Regions from separate parts of the Bos taurus genome. Here region 2 is linked to region 1. Evidence: chromatin contacts called from public Hi-C data. All regions are on one chromosome and are shown on one strand. Each heading gives the region's core, a stretch centred on a gene start, on an enhancer-like site or on the middle of the called end of the contact. The rest is flanking DNA. Distances are from core to core; before and after follow the strand shown.

The links. Hi-C and Micro-C count contacts between places; a contact is called where the count stands out from the background.
Region 2: a Hi-C map of liver shows a contact between it and region 1, with 2.2 times the contacts expected there. The contact joins the promoter of LOC784866 here to the enhancer-like site in region 1. A contact is called at or near these places in 2 of 11 Hi-C or Micro-C datasets (liver and skeletal muscle).

The regions. Positions count from the first base shown.
Region 1 is chr9:38,771,699-38,779,225 of ARS-UCD2.0, forward strand. All of the region lies in intron 12 of FYN (FYN proto-oncogene, Src family tyrosine kinase), which reads left to right. Among named protein-coding and RNA genes, the nearest start is that of TRAF3IP2, 45 kb to the right of the region's middle. Within about 2 kb of position 3,268, at least 25 of the 102 cell types and tissues checked have an H3K27ac peak or open chromatin away from gene starts, as enhancers often do. A contact at or near this core is called in liver and skeletal muscle, where this site is marked.
Region 2 is chr9:38,925,605-38,933,131 of ARS-UCD2.0, forward strand. It overlaps LOC784866 (gametogenetin), which reads right to left and starts at 4,838. Exons shown (of 6, transcript XR_009495904.1): 1 at 4,244-4,838; 2 at 4,013-4,114. It overlaps REV3L (REV3 like, DNA directed polymerase zeta catalytic subunit), which reads left to right and starts at 4,837. Exons shown (of 32, transcript NM_001206172.2): 1 at 4,837-4,975. The coding sequence starts at 4,837.

The DNA.
Region 1 (7,527 bases), core at 2,018-4,517:
GGAAGGCCCTTCCTGTCCTCATTCTCACTGTCTCTTGGAGCGGCCAGGTTGGCAGTGTGTGCCAAGGGGCTGCGTCTCCACTGACCAGAGTCCTTGTGGCTGGGGGTGGCATCCAGGACAGACGCCCAGACCTGTCCACCGTGGTTCCCATCCTAAGTTCTCAGCAGTTATTTCTCAGTTGGCTAGAGTGTATTTTGAAGTAATTCTTGTTTCAAGAGCAGTAGGCAACGATACATTTTTATTTCATACCTGAGAACGGCCTTCTGTCATCATTACACACAGGAAAGGTACTTTGGCTGGTGATGAGGATGAGGATCAAGGGAGCGATGAAAGTGACTTCTAAATGGATGTTATGAAAGCTTTCCAGGCAGTTTTGCCCAGTGTGAAAGAAGGTCCAGAAAAAGAATCAGAGAAGGAACTTGGAATAGTGTTTGGAAGGTGTAACTGAATGAAGGGCTCAAAGAAGGAGGCAAAAATAAAACATGGGATTGGTTGGTTAGTTAGCAGGTTTTACAAAATGGATGATTCGAAAGGAAGGAAAGAAGGAGACTCTCAGATTGAGTGAGAGCCTGGAAGCCAAATTAAAAATACTGAACTGTGATTCTGAGATTAACAGGGAGGTAGTGGAGAGGAGTCCCATCACCCTACCAGACAAAGAAGGTTGCTTCCAAGATGTGTAACAAAGATGCTCTGAAGAACAGCTCTGTTTTCCAGATTCCCACAGCCTGACCTTAGCACCTCCTCAGCCTAGCTGTACAGCTTGCTTTACTATAAGCCAAGGCTCAGAACCATTCTTTGCATCAAGATTATACCTGATTTTGTGCCGATGAATTGTTACATATGAGAATTGAAAGTACTTAAAACTGTTTTCTAGGATTGATGCATAAAATCTGAGCAATGCATTTTAACCTATTTTTTTTTCACCTCCAAATCCTTCTTTTCTTCTTTGTTTCCACTGCCCCACGGCAGGCTGTCATCCTCTGCTGCAGGAACCCCCTTCATGGAACTTCCTATTTCCTGTCCCCCCCCCCACCCCCACCATCTATCATTGTCACCATCAGAGTTATCCTAGAAACAGATCCGCTTATCCTGCCTCTACTAGTTAAAAAGTCCATGGCTTCCCCTTGATAAACTCCAGAAGCCTTCATCTGGTGTAGTCCTTCTTAACTCTTTCCTTCAATCATTCAACATATATTTATTGAGTACCTGCTGTATGCCAGGTACTGTTTAGGTCCCCAGGAGTGTCGCAGTGAACCAATAGACAAAAGCTGTCCTCCCAAACTTTTCACTCCTCAGAGGAGACAGACAATCAGCAAAGACAAATAAGCAAAATACATTCCTCATTGGCTGGTGGTAATGGGTAGGGAGGAGAGTAAAATGGGGAAGGGCAGAGAGGGTGGCAGAGGAGGACATCACCAGGAAGGTGACATCTGAGGAAGAAGGCTCAGGTTAACTGGGCAAGGAGCCCCCCTTCAGAGGGAACCAGAGCACAGAGGCTCTGAAGAAGCAGTGTGGGCGGAGCAGGCGGGCCCAGAGGCCCCAGACAGATCAGCGGGGCCTTCTGAGGCCACGGTTAGGGCATTTGCGCTGAGCGAGATGAGGGCCGACTGAGGGGCTTCGACCAGGTGACATCATCAGTCACGATGTCTCTTGTGCTGCTCCTGACCCTCATCACCAAGAGATTTCTCTCAAACATGCAAGTCTGTCTTCTCAGCTCCACTCTCTGCCTCAGAATCCATCCAACCCTAACCCAAAGTCCCCTCCTTTGTGTCGCCTTCTCCATGTCTCTTCCTGGGTCGCTCCTCTGCTCACTCCCATGCCACTAGGTACCTCTCTGGTGAAGCCCTTGTCTGTGTGTCTCTGTTTCCCAGTAGCTCTGAACCCTGAGAAGGGGGCTCCTTTAGTAGACTCTCAGTAAGTCTTAAGCACATACACGGAAGAATGGGTGGAGGGATAAAGGGCTGGATGGATGGATGGGTGGGCAGAGGGGAAAAAATGATTAGCCCAAGAGGCTTTTAAAATAAGACTTTGCCCATAGCCTGCAAAACCTTTCAACTCTATTTCATCATCTCCAAACATAAATAAGGCGTGTTTTTCCCAGCCGCAGAGTAGCCTCTGTCCTCAAAGTTGTTCTGGGAAATTGACCCCGTGGTCAGTTCAAACACCACGTCCCAGCATCATTCTAAGCAGAATGTCCTGGCTGTTCTGGGCCCTGGCTCTCCACTGAACACCTGCTTTGGGAATTTGGCAGGATCTGGCAAAGCAGGAACATTCTCTTAAGCATATCACATTTATTTATGCATTTGCAGTGCTTTCAACTCTTCTAACAACTGACAGCTGCCTGACTTTCGTGACTGCATCTAGTCATTTGATAATGACTTGAAGAGGGAGATAAATTAGTGAATGTATAGCACTTTCCTTGAAGAATTGCAAGTCTCCACCTTCATCGTCCCTCTGCCCCACTCAGATGCCTTCCAACAGAGCCTGAGCTGTAGACCTAAATTCCTTTGTGTTCAGCAGCCCATCATCGTCACCCTTATCCCCACTGGGCCCAGCCTGATACTGGGGGCAGGTTTCTCCTGGGGGAGGAAGAGGTCGGGACTCTCCATCCAGGAAAAAGGGAATTGGGATGAAACTTCAAATCTCAGCCTAGGGTGCTTAGTCTTCTGCCTTCCGTGCTCCCATCCACGGTCCTCAGGCTTTTCTGTTTTGGCTCCTGTTGTTCCCGCCAGAGGAGTCCTGCCTGGAATGCCCAGGAGTCTTGTTACCTCCCCCGACAAGGTTTCTCTTGGCCCACGTGGCTGGTGGAGGAGAGAGCAGACAGGGAGGGGCTCTCTGCTCCCCAGTCCTACCCCCTGCTGCTCCTGTGTACCCCTGTGGATTTCTGTGGCCTGCCCTCACCCTCACCCTCTCTGTCACTTTTTCACTGTTACTGGGACAAAGGAGCTGTTCATGATACTGGATTATCAACTTTAACTTTTGTGTGTTATGGCACCTGAGTAGCTGTCATTTCTGTGTTTATTAATAGAGTGGGCTTCATAAAAACAGGTGTCCTAAGCTTATCTGGTTAAGATGCAGAAAGAGAAACAAGAGTCATCGTTGTGCCGCCTCAAGGTCACTCCTTTATTTTCAGCTCTCCTCTTTGAGCAACATCTATCTGCCCGGAGTCTGTACTTTGATCTCATAACCAAAACCGAACTTGATGTGTCCCAGTTGTAGCCCAGTAAGATAACTAGAGCACATGGGCATCTGATAGCACGCGCTCGTGCTGAGCAAGCACCATTAATGGCACCCTCCTTCCTTCCGCCCTCCCTGCACTCCCAGCACCGCTCAGCAGACAAGTAAACAGAAGGGCTTTTTACAGGGTTTGTGTAGAGAAGCCAGGGGGAGCCTCTGACAAAAAGCCTGATGCACAATAGCTTCTAATTTCCTTTCAACAGAAAGCTCGGTTTGCAGAAGTAAGCTGCGTGTCTGAGAACCTGAGCATCATTCCCATTGTCAAAGGGCCTAATTATTCACATGGCACAAAAATCTTGCAACCCCTAGTCCAATCCAGATACAAACCTGGATGGTAAACAGCAAGAATCCCCACTTGTATAGCCACAGCCCCTGGAAGATCCGTATTAGGAAACTGAAATGGTGAGCTGTCAAGCCCAATACCCTCCGTTCATAGAAGACACTTCAGTGAGCTGAAAGCACAGTGAATATGGAGATATTCCACTGACAAAGAGAAACTGAGGCAGGGGAAGTCAATCACCTGCTGAGACACAGAGTTGAAAGAGTAAAGTGGCTCCGCAATGAAAATGGTTTTCTTAACTGTGAAAGTCGCTCAGTCATGCAGTCCATGGAATCCTCCAGGCCAGAATACTGGAGTGGGTAGACTGTTACTTCTTCCCTGGAGATCAAAAAAAAAAAGCAAGGAGACACCACTGAGTTAATATCTAGCTTAAGGAAGAGGCACAGGAAAGTGTAAAATAAAAGGAGGGAGGAGAAAAAGGAGCGAAGGGATGGAAAATACGCACACGTGAAAGCAGAGACTGTTGGCAGCCATACATAGTAAGGGTTGGAAAGTGAGAGCTGGAAACTTGACCTTAATTCAGGAACCTAGAGGCAGCCAGCAGCATGATTTGGAAGGATAATACGGTCATAATGGCAGGAAGTGAATTCAGTCCACTTGGCCAGAGAATCTCAGCTGCAGGGTTTGGGGCAGACCCACTGGAAATGAGGCTACCAGTGACCATGTTTGAGAGCCTGAGATGCAGGGTGACAGGAGGCCCCCATGGAAGGTGCAGGAAGAGGTATCTGAAAGTAAACCCCGGCACAGCAGACTACACAGGTGTTCTGTGAACTGAGTCCCACTGGGCTATGTGCCCTGTGAGAGTGACCTGTGGAAATGGTCCATTTTCCTGACTGACCACAAGGAGAGCAGAAAGGTAAGGAACCACTGAGGTGGGGGCAGAGGAGGACAGGCTGGAGTGAAAACAGCCAGTGTGTCTGCTTGCTGGTCACCAAGCCCTGTGCCCCTTCTCTGACGTGGAGGTTGGGATCCAGGCAACATGCCTTCGGGAGCTTTGTTACCATGACATGGTTGGATGCCACAGGCTGACATAGAGCACCCTCCTGTTGAAAAACACTCTCTATTGTAGCTTCCACTAAGAACTGTTGTTGACAAAGTTACAAAACATACAACCATGTTTTAAAGTTTCTGCCTCTTCAGTTTCTCCCCTAAGAAGGAAAATAATAAGCAGAACATTCCCAGGCAGCCTCCTCCCCAACCCCCACCCGCTTCCTCAATTGGAACTAAGATACAAAGATTCTTCCCTTTGCCCACATCCCTCAGGACTCCGCTGGCCTCCCTAAACTCAATGTTGTGTGTGTTCCCTTCCCAGTCCCTGGCCCTCACCTTCCCTGGTGGCTCAGATGGTAAAGAATCTGCCTGTAATCCAGGATACCTGGGTTTGATCCCTGTATCAGGAAGATCCCCTGGAGAAGAGAATGGCTACCCACTCCAGTGTTCTTGCCTGGAGAATTCCATGGACAGAGGAGCCTGGTGGGCTACAGACCATGGGGTCGCAAAGAGTCAGACATGACTAAAGCAACTAACACTTTCACTTTTCTTTTTTTTTTTTCCACTTTTCTTTTCACTTTCAAAAAGAGCTCATGAAATAGTAGTATGAAGAGGAAAATCCATTTTTACTAAAAAGCAATTCTTACACGTGATTTTTCAAAGTTCTTATAGCCAAGAATACTCTTTTTTGAAAAAAATATGAACACAGCCCACTTACTTGGGCTATTGTTTGTGAAGTGAAAAGTGACCCAAGCCTTGCTGAGCAAGCATCTCTTGGTTGTGCAGTTCCCACTGCCAGGAACCATCATGAAGGAGCTGGGTCCACTTCTGGCCTATGGATGCCCGGAAAAGATCCAGTCCCATTCAGACTGTCATTGTCAGCCAAGTGCATTGTCTTATATCCCACTTTTCTGGCAAAACTGATGTTGGTATGTTTCTTGTTAGCCTGGTGCGTCGAATTGGTTTTGTGTGCTCTTCATGCTGGGAGAACCTGGGGAGTGGCATGAGAGCGGGGAGAGGAGAAACAAGAAGAGGATGTGGGCAGAAAGGAGGTGGAAGGCATGGGGAGGAGCTGCCGGCGAGGCCAGCTGGTGATACCACGAGGGCCAAGGCCCAGCTCCATCCCTGGTCCCAGCTGCCCTGGGGAGCAGGCTGCCTCCCTAAAATGCTACATGTTGAGGGTCGAGCTGTGTCCCTGACTCAGGCAGAGCACTGGAAAAACAGGCTTGACTCAAGTGGCCAATTAAACTTTCCATTGGTGAAGACTGGATCAAGACTTAAAAAAAAAAAAATACATGAAATCTTTCCATTTGAGTAGTTTGTTTTTTAATGACAAGAATCCTGTAATGACATAAGGGCTGCAGAGCAATAGGAGAATGATTAGCTAAGCTCTGTGGTGTGGTTTTGGATGATCCCAGTGCCAGAATGAAGCATTAGGAGGAGGCATTTGGGTTTGGCGGGGGGTGTAACCACCTCCAACAGGGCCTGTCGGACCTTCTGAGGCTCAGACCGCCCACCTGTCTCTCCTCCAGTTCTCACAGACTCCTGGCAGGGTCAGGGTCAAGGGGGACTTCTGCAGGTTCAGGCATGTGTCTTCTGAGATGTTAAGAAACCAAGGACTGCACTGAAATACAAAGCACACACTTTGGAGGAAGCCAGTCCTGGTACGGGCTCATGCTCTCTTCCTAACCTTTCTGGGCTCCTAGAATGTGGTGGTTGCTGTCCACTCGTGCCAGAGCTTCACAGCCAAAACCCTTGGGACTGGACAGCCTTCACAGTCAGATTTGGTTTTCTTTTTCAAAGTCCATATAGTGCTTAGACCATAATTTGTATAACACCTTAGGAGGGTCTTGGGCTGCACTCTGTGTTCGGATACATCCTTAATTCTTCTAATATGTATAAATGAAGAAAAACAGTCTAGCGCCTCATACCAGGTCAGGTTTTATGGCCAAATAAGGTGAGTTCAGATCAGTTTGCTGCCAGGGAGGTTCCCAGAACTTGTGCTTTGCAGAGCTTGTTGTATTGGGGGTTGTGGATGAGGAAATGCTGGCCCTTGTCCCTTGCCCTGTTTGTCCAGAGCCCTGCGGGACACTCCAGTGGCAACCTCAGCATCTCCCCTTGCTTCCAACCGCCCCCCCGCCCCACCCTGACTTATCAAAATGAGTTTTCAGTGGTTGGAAGAGGACGTAAGGTAATTAACTACAGAGCTGACCAGTCATCCAACTGAAGAGAGCCCCTGTGAAGTCAGGCATGGTGTGGAAGAAGGGAACCCAGATTCAACTATTGAGCCTTTCTCACTAAAATAAGGGTCACCACCAAAATATGAGCAGAGTTATGTTAGAAAATTAAACTGAAGGCCTACTTCAACACAGCAGGAATAATACACAGATTTTATCACCTCAGTGAATTACAGTGGCAGAGAATAAGAAAGCATCCTGAAAGGGTTTGGATAAGCATGTGACTGACAGGGCTGTGGTTGACAGTCACGGGAGCTGGAATCAGCCCAGCTCCAAAAACAACAACAAAGAGAACTGGCAACAGATCGCAGAATCTGAGCGATTCTGGGGGACAGGGGGACAGGGTCGTGACCTGGCCCTGCTGCTCTGGCTGGGTGGTTCTGCTCAGCGGGTTGCCGTCTCCTCCAGAAGTCGCAAAATGTACACACTGTGTCCTGCTGATCGGAGCCCTGAGAGCCAGGGGAAGAATTCCAGGTTTCTGAATGGCTGAAACTCGGGTTTTTGCTTTTATAAATTAACTGGGTCAGAGGTTGGAGAGGATTCCAGATTATAGGCTCAGGGCCAAGGAGTAGCCAAAACATACAAGGGCTTGGCAGGCGATGGCAGAACACGATACGGCAGAAAAGGGAAGCAAACCAGAGAAGAGAGCCTGGCAGTGATTGAGAAAGGGGTCAGGGCATTCAGCTCCCCCGTCCACCCCTCATGTGGTATTTCCTGTTCTGT
Region 2 (7,527 bases), core at 3,588-6,087, 160 kb after region 1:
TAGTGGAGGCACTGACAGTTCTAAGAGGCAATGCTTTCCATTTCAACCAGAAGTTGTGTCAGGTACAGAAAGAAGACAGTGGCATCCTAAGACACACACGTGACCAAATAACTCTATCATATCCTTTCTTGTGTGTGTTACTTTCCTGTATGACTATTTTCACTGAAAATGATGACACAGAAGGAAGGGGAAAGATAGGGCAACCCATAGTTACTTTCAGTTCAGTCCTTCCTTACTAGGCTGTGCTCATATCAAGAAGGGAAAGAAAAACAGCTGAGATGATTGTATGCTGTATTTACACTGCTCTGAAAAGCACAAAATACATGCTTGTGGGATGTACAAACTACAAAATATGAACTGTGTAATTTTGGTGATTTTGTGTATGAGTTAAATGCTCTTATATTTGCATCTATAAATGGCACTGCACAATTAAAGATAAATGATAAAATTCATCCTAATAATCTAAAATTCTAATTTTTATATACTCAGAATGTCATTAAAACACAAATTAAAAAAACAGCACGACAAGTTGAGGGAGAGATGACAAAAGAAAGAAAAAGCCTTATATTTTCAGTACATGTAATGGCAATTTTTTTCCTGCTTTGTGAACAGGGGCCCTACATTTTTCATTTTGCTCTGGGCTCAAAAAACTGTGTAGCTGACTGTGACTGAGCTAGTTTAAGCAGCAAGGGATTAAAGGATAGTACTTAGCTCATAGATCTCTGAGAGGACCAAACAATACATCGCTAGAAACAACATCCAGAAAAAAACCACCCCAGGAAGAACATTCATCCCACATCACATTGCTATTCTAGCAGAAACCCACCGTAGCACCACTTGCCACAGCACCTATGACTCCCAAAACGGATGCCAGAATTCCTCCCCAGCTACTCAGAAGAATCAGACACCTCTGCCATGGTGTTTGCCAGAAAATCCCATTGCCCTGAGTGCAGCTGAGGCATTGTGTTGCTCATTTTCAGTTCTATGTCTTGAATGGGCGCATTTGATTGCTGGAAACTAGGTCGCATGGAGTGAAAGGCCAAAGCTAGCTGGTAATTGTCAGCTTCTTCTCCAACTAACTCCCCATTCAGTGAAACCACTTTGATAGATTGGGAGTATTCACACAATGAAAATTGGTCAGTACTAGAAATCAGGGTCTTTCCCCTCCTCCAGCCATCCTTAATGACTTACCAGCACACCACTTATCCATGCCAGTACTCTAGTTGCAAGGCAGTGTTGAAACAGTATTTTACAATTTTCTAACTTCTAAAGTACAGAAAAGCAAGCTAGAAGGGGGTTGGATAAGTGTTGAGTAAGCCATCTTATAATATCTGCCAAAAAATTATGGTATCCATTGCTTTCTGTTCTAGATTATAAATTGCTAAGAGGCAGATGCTAATAGACATTGAACAGTATTAGTATAGAAGGCTGAGCAGGCTTTTACTAAAGGCATGACATGATGAGCATAGGTCAGTGAACTAGAAGAGATGATCAAATGTTCATTGATATGACTGTAATACATTTCTGTGATGCTAGACTATAAAACCTCTAAGAGCAGGAAACATGTCTGCTTTCTCACTATATCTCAAATCATTTGGCAAATAGTCACTTAACAGTAACAACTAAAAAAGATGCTTTACAGTTATTGAGTATAGAGTTCAATTTCGGCATTTCTCATATTGTATGTAGGTAAGAGTTCCAAATGATTTTACTGTTTTCAGATGAGTTAAATATCTGGACGTCAAAGTTCATTTTGATACTTTCACATACATTATGTCATATAATATCCCATAAAAGTTCAAACAGGAATTATTCTCCATTTCATAGATGAGGAAAGAACCCCCCCAAAACAGTTATCTTTCCAAACTCATTTACCTAGTAAATGATGGTTTTTCATTCTCTAACTCAAGAGTCCAGAGCTCTTTCTTACCTCTGAAGAATATATTTATAAAACACATTTGACAGTGATTAATTAGGGAAGTATTGTCAGGCTTTCAATCTGACCATTAATTTAATTACATGCAACTGGACACAATATCCTAATTTCATGCTGCAAATATTTTTCTTCAAGAGTGAACATTCCTTCCTTGGAGTTCTAGAAGGATCTGAATGGTGGTTGCAATTGCCTTTTCTTAAAGTAAATGATGTTGATTTAAGAGGTAGGAGGAAAGAAAACATTTTCTAGAAATAGCTTATCTGTGAACTTGATGGTTGCTAATTGTTTAGTCACTAAATTGTGTTCAACTCTTGTGACCCATGGACTGTAGCCCACCAGGCTCCTCTGTCAATGGGATTTCCCAGGCAAGAACACTTTTACCTTTTTCTAGTTAGGAATAGTATAAATATTTATGGATTTACTAGATTGTAATATAGTACAGGCATTCATGATTTTATATTACCGAAGAACCACAACAGTGGTGGGTGGAGTTGCTAACAATACAGATTTCCAGGTCCCATCCCTCAAAAATGTGATTTAGTAAGGGCCAAGCTATTAAATCTTTTTTCAAAATATTAAAGAACACTCTAGTGGCATAGAATACTGTGAGAATCACTGGTACTGTGCATCTGATATTCAGTTTGTACAAGATATTTTTCCAGAAATTGCATTTTGTATGGTAGTCCTTTTTAAAAATCACTTCCATTGCCTTCTAAAACTTAAATCAACTTAAGAGATTTTGCCTCTTAAAATACTAGGTAATTTTCTGGATATTAGTAGAAATCTTGCAAGATATGTTTATAATCATGCTCTGAGGTTGAAAACGCAGGCTAATTTCATGTGGTAATCAGTCTCCAATTCCCTGGAGCACAGATTCTTATTAGCATTGTATGTCATGGAATTTACAGACAGCTTACCAGTGCTCTGTCCCTTTGAGCTTTCTGGTTTTCCTACTTTGAGAACCACAGTATTTCCAAACGAGGATCTCTCTCACAACACTTCAAATATATAGCAACCTATTAACCATTAAAATACACCTGGAAATACATGTGTGAAAGAATGATCTCTAATTTGGATAGACTGAAAATGACTGTCAAAAGTCCTAATTCAGTGGTATATTTCAAACTTGAAACCACGGTTTTTGCCGTCTACTGCTTAAATAATTTTGCTGGGAAGAAACTTATAAAATTTTAAGGGAAAACTCTCGTTTCACAGATGAGCAAACTGAGGCCCCGAAAAAAACCCAATTTGTCCAAGGTCACGCCCAGTGTTAGTGACCAAGTCAGACAAAAACCTAACGGTTCCAATATCATGGACAACCCAGCTGCATCGCTTACTACCCTCTTTTCCCCCCTCGCTTTCACAACCGCACCCCTCCTTTTTGGATTTAGTTGTTCTGTCTAACGGTCCTTCCCTTTTGCTTTCTGGCCTTAGGCTAGTAAACCCTCACACAAACCATTAATGAGTAACACTGGGAGTCCACATCTGATGCGGTGACTTTCATGGGCCTTTTTCTTTGGCCAAAAATTTCGCTGAAGGGCTCTTAATCCTATATTCCGCTGGGGAAGGGAGGGGAGGAGGGAGGTCACTGGGAACTGACAAGTCCTTACATGTCCAGGCGCGCGCCCGGGACGCAGCCTGCGGGCCCCGGGACGAAACCAAGGAAGGATATATATACTACGGCGAGAGGGAAGCAAAGGGGCGGGAGAAAAACACCGCTGTGGGAAATCCCTGTGCACTGGATCTGCCAACCCCTGGCAAAGATGAGCAGAGCCGAGCATGAATAAATCTCATTAAGCGGCCGGGTGCAGACACTGCAGAGCGGCGGCGGAGGAGGAGGGGGCCCGGCGTCTCGCACGTTCGGGAGGGAACGGCGGGGCGGCCCTTTTATAGGCCGAAGCCCGCGCTCGCGCGCCCCCGCCCCTCGCGCCGCCCCTGGGCCACGCGCGAGGCCGAGGCGTTACCTGAGAAGGGCCGGCTGGGTCCGCCGCCCCCGCCTCCCGCGAGGCCGCGGCGGCACGAGATCTGCGCCTCGCCTTCCCCCCCCGCCCCGCTCCTGCGGGCGGGTTTTCTTACCTTGTAAAAGGCCGTTTCCGCGGCTGCCCCCGCCTTCTCTGCAGGATGTGAAATGGCGGTCGGCGAGGCGAGCGCGATCGCCGCGGCTCCGGCCAATCCCGCCTAGCCGCCAAAAAACGACCCTGAACACTGGCGTCCCCCTCCCCGCCGGGCCCTCCGAGCCCATCTATGACATCGGTGCTCCGCCGCCCCCTCCCTCCGCTGCCCCTCACCCCAGGTGGCCGTGCCCACCGGCCGAGTCATCGACTCCCCGTGCCCAGCGCGGGCCCGGCTCTCCTGCAGCCTCCGCCCTCGCGGCGTGCCCGGGGGCGGGGGGAGAAAACACCTTCTCGGCCCCCCGCGTGGGTGTCCCGCTCGGGTGCCCGCCCCGCTCCCTCCCTTTCCCGCCGTGTCCCCTCCCCCAACTACTCTTGGCCCTCCCTTCGCCCCACACGCTCACACACACACAACCCCTTCTCCCCTCCCCCAGTGGTTGCGTCCGTGACATCATCATCATGGCAACAAGAGCTGCAGCCGGGGACCGAGGAGCCCGTGTAATTCCCGGCGGCGGCGGCAGTGGCGGTAGCACCAGCAGCAGCACCGACGAAAGCGCGAGGGCTTCTCCCCTGTCGCCCTTCGCCGGGTGCTCCTGAGGAGGCGGCGGCAGCAGTGCCCACGCCGCCCCGCCCGCCGCCGCGGCTCGCCGTGTCTGAGTGTGAGGGGAGGGGGCGCCGCCGCCGCCGCCGCCGCCGCTGCTGTGGGGCCGCCGCTGCGGAAGGAACCGCCGCTGCTGCTGCCGTTGCCAGGTCGCTAGTGAAGAGGAGGCGGCGGCGGCGGCGGCAAACATGTTTTCAGTGAGGATAGTGACTGCCGACTACTACATGGCCAGCCCGCTGCAGGGGCTGGATATCTGCCAATCCCCCCTCACCCAGGCCCCTGTCAAGAAGGTGCCGGTGGTGCGAATCTTCGGAGCGACCCCGGCAGGTAAGCGGGCGCGGGGAGCGGGCGGGAGCGGCGGGCGCCCGGGCAGCTCTCCCCGCCGCGCGCACGCCGCCGGCGCCGGCCCTCTCGGCTGATCGCTGCTGCGTCTTCCCTCCCCTTCGCCCTCCTTGCCTTTTCCTCCCGAGCATGACAAGAGGCGCAAAAATGTGGGTCTGCGCGAGCGTTCCGCCCCCTCCTCCCCCCATCCAACCCCAGGCGGGGAGGCGGCGGGCGCCGAGTGTTTACACTGCGTGCAGCGGTCGGGAGCCGGGTCCGCACACTCGGGGTCGCGCGGGCAGGCGGAGCGGGCGTCGCTCTCGCCCCGGAGGACTGGGTCAGGTGGCCGCGCCATGTCTTCCGTGAGCGGGCGCGCAGGGCAACTCTCTGAGGTGGTTGACTGGTGGGACCTCGGACACCCTCTGCGTCTCCCAAGTGCCCCTTGATGGAAACGGCTTGAGGAGTAGGGAAGTGTCAGCTCTGTTGTCAGTCGCTCCTCGTCGCCTCTTCTTAGCAGCGCTCTCCTCTGCCCCTTCTGGAGATGCTGTGGGCTGAAGAGTGGCGCCTGGGGCCAGATAATCTTTCTCATTGAAGTGACCATGTGGTTCTGCTGTGAGGGCAGGTCGTAACTCCTTAGAGTTTCAGGTAAAGCCTAGGAGTCTGGGGGCAGGGCTGCGCCCCCAGGTGCGTTGCTTTCAGGGAAGTGTGTATCCGCGGAAGTAGGAAATGCATGTTTATGTCGCCCAGTGTAAAACATCCCACTGAATAGCGTCAATTTCATAAGAACCACAGCTAAGCCCAGCAACGCAAGCATTAAAGAAATGTCCCTATGCTGGGTTGTAGGATTGCATTTTAAATACACGTACGTTTAAGACAATACGCTTTTTAATAGGTTGTTTTGTTTTCAAAAACTATTTCAAACAAGTGGGGTGGGGAGACAGAAGCTACGTTCTCAGAAGCTCTTGGGAATTTATGATAGTGTAAGTAGGATAGCGGCCAGATTTGCAAGGTTTTAAATTGTTTTGCTTTTCTACACGCTTTGAACTGCCTATGTGAAATAATGGAGCTGCCTCCTAGAAAGAGATGCTCTCTAGCTATGTACTGCCCTATGGGATTTTAGATAGCATTTCCCACTTGATGCTCCTTGCCCTAATCACCATTCATCTTATTACTACAGTCAGTTTTCCTGTGGGCTATCAAGATAATAGCACTTTCCAAACTCAAGCACTCATTCTAAGCAGTTATCTTTTAATGTGAATTCTCGTCGTTAAAAATTTCAGTGTTGTTAGTGAGATTTGATAGAATGATATTTGATGTTTCTTTTTAAAATAGTGACAAAGCTTTTGATTATATGGAGTTTTTAAGTTGGGGCATTTGAATGCTGTTAACCATTTGTTGAAAGTGTAACACCTGAAACTTAGAGGCTGGAGAATAGAGGCAATAAAATGTTTTAAAGGATAGATTTTCTGCCCTTTTAAGTATAGTGGTGCTGTATTTATTTCTAATTGGAATTTCAGTGTAATATACTGTTGTTGTTTTTTTCACTTCAGGTACAGAGGAAAAATAAGATTGTGATGTTGATATAACTCTGTTCAGCCACATTTTGAAATTATCAGGGGACGTGATAATACTGTGGCATATACTGGGTATTACAATTTATATGGTTTGGGTTACTTTTCTACATGTAATTTTTTTTTCTACACTAATGATTAAATATGTATCTTTGAGTGATTTGCAAGCTTTGTTTTATAGGCAAGTTTTGTTTGTGGAAAAAAAATTTCACTGTGAGCTAGTACTAATTTTATTATATGAAAAAAATTCTTAAAAAAATAAAGAATATGGTATACTTTTGTTTCTCAGTATTAAAAAAAGACGAAAGAAATACTTATTTCTTTCCTCTTGGCCATCTTACAATAGATTACCAGCATCACTCCCCCTTTAAAAAAAAAAAACTGGATTTTAGAAAATACACCTTGAAATGTATAATGTAAATCAGAGTTTTTTGGTATACACATTGAACGATACAAAACTTGATACAGAGAATTTCAAACTGTAAGTTGTAGGATTATTGAATTGAGTTTACTATAAAATTTTTGTGTTTCCTCAAAAGGTGAAAAATTTTGATGTCACTGGCATACATTAAGAGTTTACAGCTTTCAGAAATCAAGTCATCATTTCTAGCACATAAAATTAATGTTAATAAGCATAAACAAAAACTATCCTATTATCTGCTTCTGAATTGTCTCCCCAAAGAAAACCAGTCCAGCCACCTAGTAAAATACATTTTGAAAATAATATAAAAAAGAAGTCAATTTGGTTCTCTAGTTTGAATGCTAGAATTTTTAATGAAAACAGATTTATTGTTTGAAATCACAAACTGTTTATATATCTACTAATTAGTAAAATTAATGAAAAATTGTAATACGGTAAATCTATGTTACAGACTCATAAAATTAAGTTTTTTCTATATAGTAGTTAATTTTGGGAATCCTCAATTCCTTACGTTGGTTTGGAGAAAATGTTTTTAAACTGAGTTTGCGTTTCAAGTGAAATTGTGA